Linked DNA regions of Sus scrofa: region 2 is linked to region 1. The links are chromatin contacts, called in public HiChIP or PLAC-seq maps. All regions are on one chromosome and are shown on one strand. Each heading gives the region's core, a stretch centred on a gene start, on an enhancer-like site or on the middle of the called end of the contact. The rest is flanking DNA. Distances are from core to core; before and after follow the strand shown.

Region 1 (4,112 bases), core at 586-3,085:
TTGTGGATAGAAATCCTGTGAAATTGCATTGTGATGATCATAGTACAACTACAGGTGTGATAAATTCATTGAGTAATAAAAAAAAAAAGAGGGGGGAAAAAAGTGTGTGTTTTTGCCATCTAGAATCAGCCACCATGAAGAATTTGTTATATTTGCTTTGGCTCCTGTTATGAATGAAACAGCTACTGATCAACTGGAAGTTTTCTGTTTCTCATCTCTCATTCCTTTCACCCCAGAGGTGAGCACGACAGTTAGCACTTGGGGTCGCACTCAAGGGGAGAAGAAGGTGGGACATCACTAGGGATGTCAGGTGGCTGGGCTAAATAGGAGAAGGAGGATCAGGTCCCGGGATCTGGGGGAGAGATCTGTGTAGGTCAGTGGCCTTGAAAGGAGCTATGCCTTTCATTGAGGGACATATCTGCCTAAAGCAGTGCTCAGGACAAAGAAGAGTGAATGGACATCCTAATCTCGCCTTTCTCCAAGGCTCTGACCCCTTGTTGGTGCCGTGCTGTCCACCCTCAGCAAGGAATTTGAGGCACCTGTGGTCCCTACTCTCCAGCCTCCCAGGGCAGGAAAGGTGCTATAGAACAGACCAGAGAGGGCAAATGCCGCAATGATCCAGCACAGTGTGGATCCTGAGCTATTACCAATACTTGTCCCTATACATCAACATGTTAATAAATAGCATATCGCAGGGGCTCTTTTTTCTGTAAATGGACAGACAGTAAACATTTTCGGTTTGGGGGGCCACGTAGAGTCTCTGTCATATATTCTTCTTTTTTAATTTTCACAAACTTTTAAAAATGGAAAAACCATCCTCAGCTTGTGGGCTGTATAAGAACAGGTCATGGGCTTGATTTAGTCCATGAGTTTTGGTTTGCGGACCCCTAGCGTACACGATCAGTTTTGTGTGTTTCAAAAAATTTGCACGATTTATATTACATCCTAGTTCTTTTCTAATGCCGTGTAACAAATTATCACCAATTTCATGGCTTATAAGAACACTCAATTTATTATCACACAGTTCTGTAGGTCAAAATTCCAGGTGGGCTCACAAATGATTACTTAGGTAGGAGCTATAGATATCTTGGTCTGTGTGTTTCATAGCCTTGCCTTTGATGGTGGAAATCTGGTGGAGATATTTTTGTCCATTCAGCTCCCCAGTGGTCCTCAGATTATATCCAATGGGCAACAATTTACTGAACCCAGAGACACAAGGCTGAATTTAGCCACTGTCAAGAGTGAATGTGTTCCACCGATATGAGAAGGAATATCTTCTATTCAAATGGGTAGCACTAACTGACTGGGAACCAGTGTAATGTGGTTACTGTGCTGGTTGTGCTGAGTGACTGACAGCCAGTGACAGCAAGGCATTTTGTCCTTCTCTGAATGCGACAGATAGCAGAGAATCAGGAAGGGGAGTCTTCCCTTTGGTTCGGCTGACAGGTACCTAGAAGGCAGTGAGAATACAGTGAGTGAAACCAGATTAAGGAGAGGAGACATTTTTTTCTTCTGTGGTAGGAAGTTCAAGTAGCCTAGGTGGATTCAGACACTTGATTGTGTTATCAAGGACTCAGAGACTTTCTATCTCTTCATTCTGTCTTCCTCAGTGTTGGTTTTTCCTCAGGTTTCAGCAGAATGGCTGGAGGAGTTTCAGGCATCATATTCAGACAGAAACATTTCAGGCAGAAGGGACTGCCTCTCTTTTAGAAGAGCAGGAACTTTCTCCAAGAACACCCCTCCCTCAGCAGAATTCTTTCCATATCTCACGGGTCAGAATTGAGTTGTATGCCAATTTCTGAACCAACCACTGCCAAAGGGAGTGATATCACCGTTAGACCATACAGTTTATTTCTAGAACGTGGGTCAGTTTTCCCTGAGGCACCCAGCTGCCTGGGGAGGGGCTGAGTATCTGAACAAAACCAAAGCCTTGTTAGGGAAAAACAGGGGGTGGGCAGAACAAAGGCTGGAGACTTAAGAACAGTCCCCTCTGTGTCCTAACAGTTCACCCCTGTCCTAACATACATTAAAAGGTGCTCACAGCTCACATCCATGCAATGATGTAAACGCTGAGGTGCAATCATCTAGGCGATATAAGTTTATGCTTTGAAGGGGTTTAATTAAGCAGTTTTCACTTCAGTTTTGCAAGTTTCTTTTCATATTGTAGAGTCAATAAATCTTTCATCAGATCGCAAACATTTTGTAGTCTCTTGCAAAGCTGGTAGACTGTGGACCACATGACTGTTGGGGCCACTTTCTACTTGAAAATAAGGTCATGACGCCAAGACTCATGTCTTTAGTCGGTCATCTCTCTATTTCAAGTACATGCAGGAGGACTGCTTTCTTGTCCAGGGACCAAATCTTTTATTGCACAATTCATGACAAAGCTCAAAATACAAAATTCTGAAGGGAACACTTCACGTTTTACTAAAACTGCATAGATAGCTTTTAAAATGAGAAGATGAGAACAAGAACAATGTATACCACGGAAGTAGGTAAGGAGAGTCTGGGACACTAAACCAGGTGTCCTGGAGTAGGTCTTATATCAGATCCTCTGCGCTCATTAATTCCATACACATTAACTGAGCACTGCTGTGTAGCAACAGACCTGAAGCACATGGTGAAAGATTCAAAAAAAGTGTAAGCAACAGTTATTTTTTCTAAGGAGGTTGCCATCTTGGAAAGAAGGATGGAGGTGGGGGTGCATTTATAGTCATGGATTTAAAATGTGATTTGGGGAGTTCCCATTGTGACTCAGTGGTAACAAACCCGACTGGTATCCATGAGGATGCGGGTTCGATCCCTGGTCTTGCTCGCTCAATGGGTTAAGGATCCAGCGTTGCCATGAACTGTAGTATAGGCTGCAGACATGGCTTGGATCTGGTTTTGCTGTGGCTGTGGTGTAGGCAGGCAGCTACAGCTCCGATTTGACCCCTAGCCTGGGAACATCCATATGCTTGTGTTCAGCACTAAGAAAAAAAAGCAAAAAAAAAAAAAAAAAAAAAAAAAAAAGATTTGGACTATTTAATTAAATTAAAATTTTTAAATTAAATTAAATTAAAACTGTGTTTACCAGAGTTTTTTTGAAAAAGTTTTGGAGTATAGTTGACTTACAATGTTGTGTTGGATTCAGTTATAGCAAAATGAATCAGTTATACATATACATATGTCCATTCTTTTTCAGATTCTTTCCTGTATAGGTTATTATTTTTTCCTTTTTATGGCCATACCTGTGGTGTATGGAAGTTCCCAGGCCAGGGGTTGAAGTGGAGCTGCAGCTGAGGCCTACACCACAGCCGCAGCAACACCAGACCCGAGTCACATCTGTGACCTGCGCCACAGCTTGCAGCAATACTGGATCCTTAATCCACTGAGTGAGGCCAGGGATCAAACCTGCATCTTCAAGGACACTATGTGGGAATCCTGCTTCGTCCTCATGGATGCTAGTCAGATTCATTTTCACTGAGCCACAATGGGAACTCCCCACAAGAATACTTCAGATACACCTTTATCTCCTTTACTGACATGCAAACTCTTAGAGGGCAAGGATTATGGCCTTCCTATCTTTCATCTCCATGGTGCCAGTGCCTTGAATAGCACCCTGTACAGAGATGCCAGTAAGCCTATATTAAGTGCATATCAACTAGTATGGTACCTGGTTCCAAAACCAATAATCCACCAACCAACCAATCAGACAAACAAACCTAAGCAAAACAATCAACGAGAAACTTAACACTTTTCATTGCTCCCTCTGAGCAGATTTCTTAGGCAACTGAACTGACATAAAAGAACACTTGGAATTTTAAATTTAAAACAAAGAAAATTTTTTATAACTCTCTAGCTACTACAGTTTGAAGATGTTGGTTTTTCTCTCCCAGAGCAGAGCTTTTGAGATCCATGAGGTGGAATCTGTCGTTGCGTGTAAAGGACGACACATCGCAGAGTGAGTTTTCGTGGAAGGACATCTCTTCAAGCTGTGATGTCCCGGGTGCTTCTTCCCTGTTCTTTTTGTTGGGCTTTGTATGTAAAAATTGTTCCAGCAGTTTGCTCCCCACTGAGCTAGAATCAATTTAAAGCAGATTTTACATATTTATTTAAAAGTGGGTTGTAAT
Region 2 (4,238 bases), core at 20-2,519, 590 kb before region 1:
ACCCACCGAGTGAGGCCAGGGATTGAACCTGTCTCCTGAGCAGCATTTTGATAAGATCAGCTAAGGGATCTACCATGCCTTAGAAATACCTGCTGCTGAGATAAATAACAGATGGCTGACAAGAGTTATAGAAAGGCTCTAAGTTCTTTCTGGCTAGACTTGCCAGATGGAGCAAGGAAAAATACAAGACCCAGATAATTTTAAATTTCAGATAAACATCAAATAATTTTAGTATAGGTGTGTCCCAGGCAGTATTTGGGAAATACTTATATAGAAAATTATTCATTGTTTATTTAAATTGCTTATTTAACTGGGCCTCTTGTATTTTATCTGGCAACCCTATTCTGGCAGATTTGCAAGAATCGCACTACCAGAAAGCAGCTGTGTGTAAAAGCGCGCCTGAGCTAGAGAGTAAGAGAGATGGACACAGAAACCACCTCCTCTACTCTCCATCAGGTAGTAAGGGATCAGAGAAAAAGGTGTCAGAAATGTTAAGAAAGGGCAGGCTGGCCACGAGACGTCTCTGTCAGCTTTATTAATCAATCACTCTAAAACTGGGGATTCATGGGGAGGCCCTGGCTTCCCTAGTTTCAGAGCCTGTGGTACCCCAGAGAGAAATCTTCCCAGCAATCTGAAACCTGCATCTCTTGCTGGCCCTAGGTAGCGTTTCCCAGGTTACTGCACCATCTGTCTCTGAGATGCCTGCAAGGAAAGATGCTGTGTGGGCCTGGGAGAGAAGGCTCCAGTCCAGGCCCAGGAAGGGACTGTCCAAAGACTGGTTGTCAAGAGATCAAGCCAGCCAGCAAGTGGCCAGTCAAGCCAGGGGGCTGGATGAAATCAGAGAGAAGAAATGGACCACTGAGGAGGTCAAAGAGCAGAACAGCCTCAACTCAGGAATGCCATCCACCCTCCACTTTGGTACTCTCTTAAGCAGATTTGGACAAGCCACTGTTTTTGGTTTTGCACAGTCTGTGAATAATCGCCAACTCAACCCAAGAAGAAATTCCATGCTGTCAGCCAGCAGCACAGATTGTTGCAGGAAAAATGACACAACTCCATCCTCTGGGCAAACTTGCAAATTATTACAAATTTCCCCATCTCTTCCACTCACACAGCTGGCTGGAGAAAGTGTCAGTTTTTCCATGGAGATGGGAGGCTTTTCCTCCGTGTGAGTTCTCGGGATCAAACACATCCCTAGGGTGCTTTGTCGACTTTCATTCCTGGCTCCCTTTTCCTCTGACATTGAGACAGAACCAACCCAGGCCCCGCTTGGACTCAGACACCAAGCTCACCGCCACCTGGCCCTGGAGCAAAGATGGATCTCCGAAAGGAACACTGGCTGGCTGAGATGCTGCCTCTCCAGATGAATGACATCACGAAAACAATGTGCACTATGTGGCGTTCAGTGCAGAACAGTTCTGATACGAACAACAGCCCACTTATCTAAGGATTAGGGCTGAGCTAACCTCTGAAACCTGCCCTGAGTGCTGTCAGCACCAGGGTCCGGCTTCCTCCAGACTCACACGTGGCTTGTAGCCATTTCCCTATTTGGATTCAATCCAGTGAATAATTATTGCTCTGCTATGGGGCTTTTCACATCGTGCTAGGCTCCAGGCAATCCAGCAATTAATAATGCACAAGGTCTAGCTTTGGGAAGTTTGCTATTTAGAAGGAAAGGGGATCTACACATTGCTATTATGTGAGAAGAGACCCAAAAGAAACTGTGTGATGGGAGTGATCGCTGGAGAAGGGGATATGGAGAGGTGATCTCCAGCCGGGAAGGCCTAGGGTTGTGGGGAGGGGTGTCTCCTGAAGGAGGCAGCATTTGAGCTGGGCTTTAGTCGTGGTCCCTGGGAGGTTAGGAAGTCTAGGTACCCAGACAAACAAAGATGTGGAGGGTGGGTAACCCCTCAGCACGGGATTTACAAGGAGAAGAGCAAGAAGTCAGGTTGTAGCTCTAGACAAGGAGTCAGAGCCTCAGAACCACTTCCTCAGAAGCGTATCCAGACTTTGCTTCGTGTCTCCAACTGGATCCCAGATACTGGTGGGCTTCCTGTCCCTCAGTGCTCAGTGCACAGCCCAACACTTGCCCTTTTTCCTCTTATTTAGAAGGTTAGATTTTTTTTTTTTTTATTCTTTTCAGGGCTGCTTATGGAAGTTCCCAGGCTAGAGGTCAAATCTGAGCTGCAGCTGCCAGCCTACACCACAGCTCACAACAACACCAGATCTTTAACCCAAGGATCAGGACTAGGGATTGAACCCAGGGATCGAACCTGCATCCTCATGGATACTAGTCGAATTCTTAACTGAATGAACCACAACAGGAACTCCCCAGAAGGCTAGATTCTAAAATCATCTATGCTGATAGGTTAAAGGATGCATCTAACGTATACCAGTGTTAGGTTAAAGGATGCATCTACCGTATACCTGTGTTAGGTTATCATCATATTCTTTTTTTTTTTTTTTTTTTTTTTTTTTTTGTCTTTTTGCCTTTTCTAGGGCTGCTCCTGGGCACATGGAGGTTCCCAGGCTAGGGGTCTAATTGGAGCTGTAGGCCAGCCTACGCCAGAGCCACAGCAACACAGGATCCGAGCCGCATCTGTAACCTACACCACAGCTCACGGCAACTCCGGATCCTTAACCCACTGAGCAAGGCCAGGGATCGAACCCACAACTCATGGTTCCTAGTCGGATTCGTTAACCACTGAGCCTCAACGGGAACTCCATGTTATCATCGTATTCTTTAGGCTGTTTCTTTAGGAGACCTCAAGTAGCTCTGAGCTCCAGCCGTCTCAGTTAATAAAGAGAAAGTAAATTCTCCTCATTGCAAAAACTTTTGGAGCAGCAGGAAACCAACCTGTCAGCTGAAATTGATTTATTCATTCAACTGGAATTAACGGAGACCCATTTAACACATCCCCTGAGAGGGAGCAGTTTACTTCATTCAACCCATAAGATCAGGCTGATCATCCCATGATGATGTAACATATTCATGAGAAAATCAGGGCAGAGATGTCCATTCCCACTTAATAAATGGAGAAAATGAAGTACAAATTTCCCAGTCACCCAAGAGAGGGATTAGCGCACTAATGTGTTCACCAGATCATCCTATAGCAGAGTCTCCTCAGGTATAGGACGAATTCCAGGTTTCGTTTGCATCTCTGTGTGTATATTTCTCCTAGCCAGAAAGCCAAATGCTAGGACTTCCCGTCACAAGGAGAGAGAAACCCAGTTTTGCAATATTCCCCCTACACAATCCTAAATATCTGGTAGCCTCTGTACTCTTCCCTTCTTTCTTATAACCTCTCTTGCCCTTATTTAGAATACAGTGGACCCTTGAACAAGGCAGGGGTTAGGGGCACCCGACCCCCACACATTTGAAAATCCATGTTGTGACTTTATAGTTGGCCCTGGATAGGATTGAACCTATCGAGCACTGTATTTAGTAGAAAAAAAATCTGCCTAGAGGTGGACTTGCACAGTTCAAATTTTTGTGGTAGAGTCAACGGTAATTCTCTGTTAGCGCTTTCTGTGTTACAGCTTGCAGGCTGTGGGAGAGTGCAGAGCCCGATTAGCTAAGTTCAACTCTGACATGCTGGCTCCAGGCATTCCGTCCACGATGAGGTGACATGTGATATCGTGGCAGCTTCCAAAACTTCCACCTGGCCTTGATCACCCGGGGTTTCCAGACACTGGTGTGTGTGTTGATCTCAGATGTGAAACAGCTGCTGGCTTCTGGGACTTCTCTGTAGCTATGGAGATAGGAACACACCTATGGAGAATGTCAGGAAGTGGGCAGTAGTCTTAGGGCTAAAGCTTCCGGATGGATGCAGCCTGATGGGCAGGTGTGGCATGTGTTGAGGCAGGATTCCAGGCCTGTCTTTATCAAGTATGATGACAGCTACTGTACAGCTCGCTCCTCTGCTTTGCTTCCTTGTCAGGTGGCTTAGTGATTCACTCACTTATTTTGCAAATACCTAGCTGTGTGCCAGGCACTGTTTAGGCACGGGAGACAGGGGTGAGGAAGCAGAGTCCCCGCCCTCACTGAGCTTACCAGGACATGGGACTTTACAGCTAAAACTGGACACGTCCTGAGCAAACTGGGCCAACTTGGTCACCCCTCGGGGTGGGATTGGGGGAGGGGGGAGAAGACACGTCATGAGCAAATACACTAGTAAATACGGTAAGTTCAGATAGTGATACAGGCTGGTGATGAACTACCTCTTAGCCTCTTAGTT

What was found. HiChIP or PLAC-seq counts read pairs in DNA pulled down with a chosen protein or histone mark.
Region 2: a contact with region 1 is called in an H3K27ac HiChIP or PLAC-seq map of skeletal muscle, with 5 times the contacts expected there. The contact joins two enhancer-like sites. A contact is called at or near these places in 2 of 2 datasets of contacts at active chromatin or transcription factors (alveolar macrophages and skeletal muscle).

Annotation. Positions count from the first base shown.
Region 1 is chr13:9,918,419-9,922,530 of Sscrofa11.1, reverse strand. No RefSeq gene overlaps it. Among named protein-coding and RNA genes, the nearest start is that of UBE2E2, 84 kb to the left of the region's middle. Within about 2 kb of position 1,835, at least 10 of the 83 cell types and tissues checked have an H3K27ac peak or open chromatin away from gene starts, as enhancers often do. A contact at or near this core is called in skeletal muscle, where this site is marked.
Region 2 is chr13:10,508,897-10,513,134 of Sscrofa11.1, reverse strand. No RefSeq gene overlaps it. Among named protein-coding and RNA genes, the nearest start is that of NKIRAS1, 210 kb to the left of the region's middle. Within about 2 kb of position 1,269, at least 11 of the 83 cell types and tissues checked have an H3K27ac peak or open chromatin away from gene starts, as enhancers often do. A contact at or near this core is called in skeletal muscle, where this site is marked.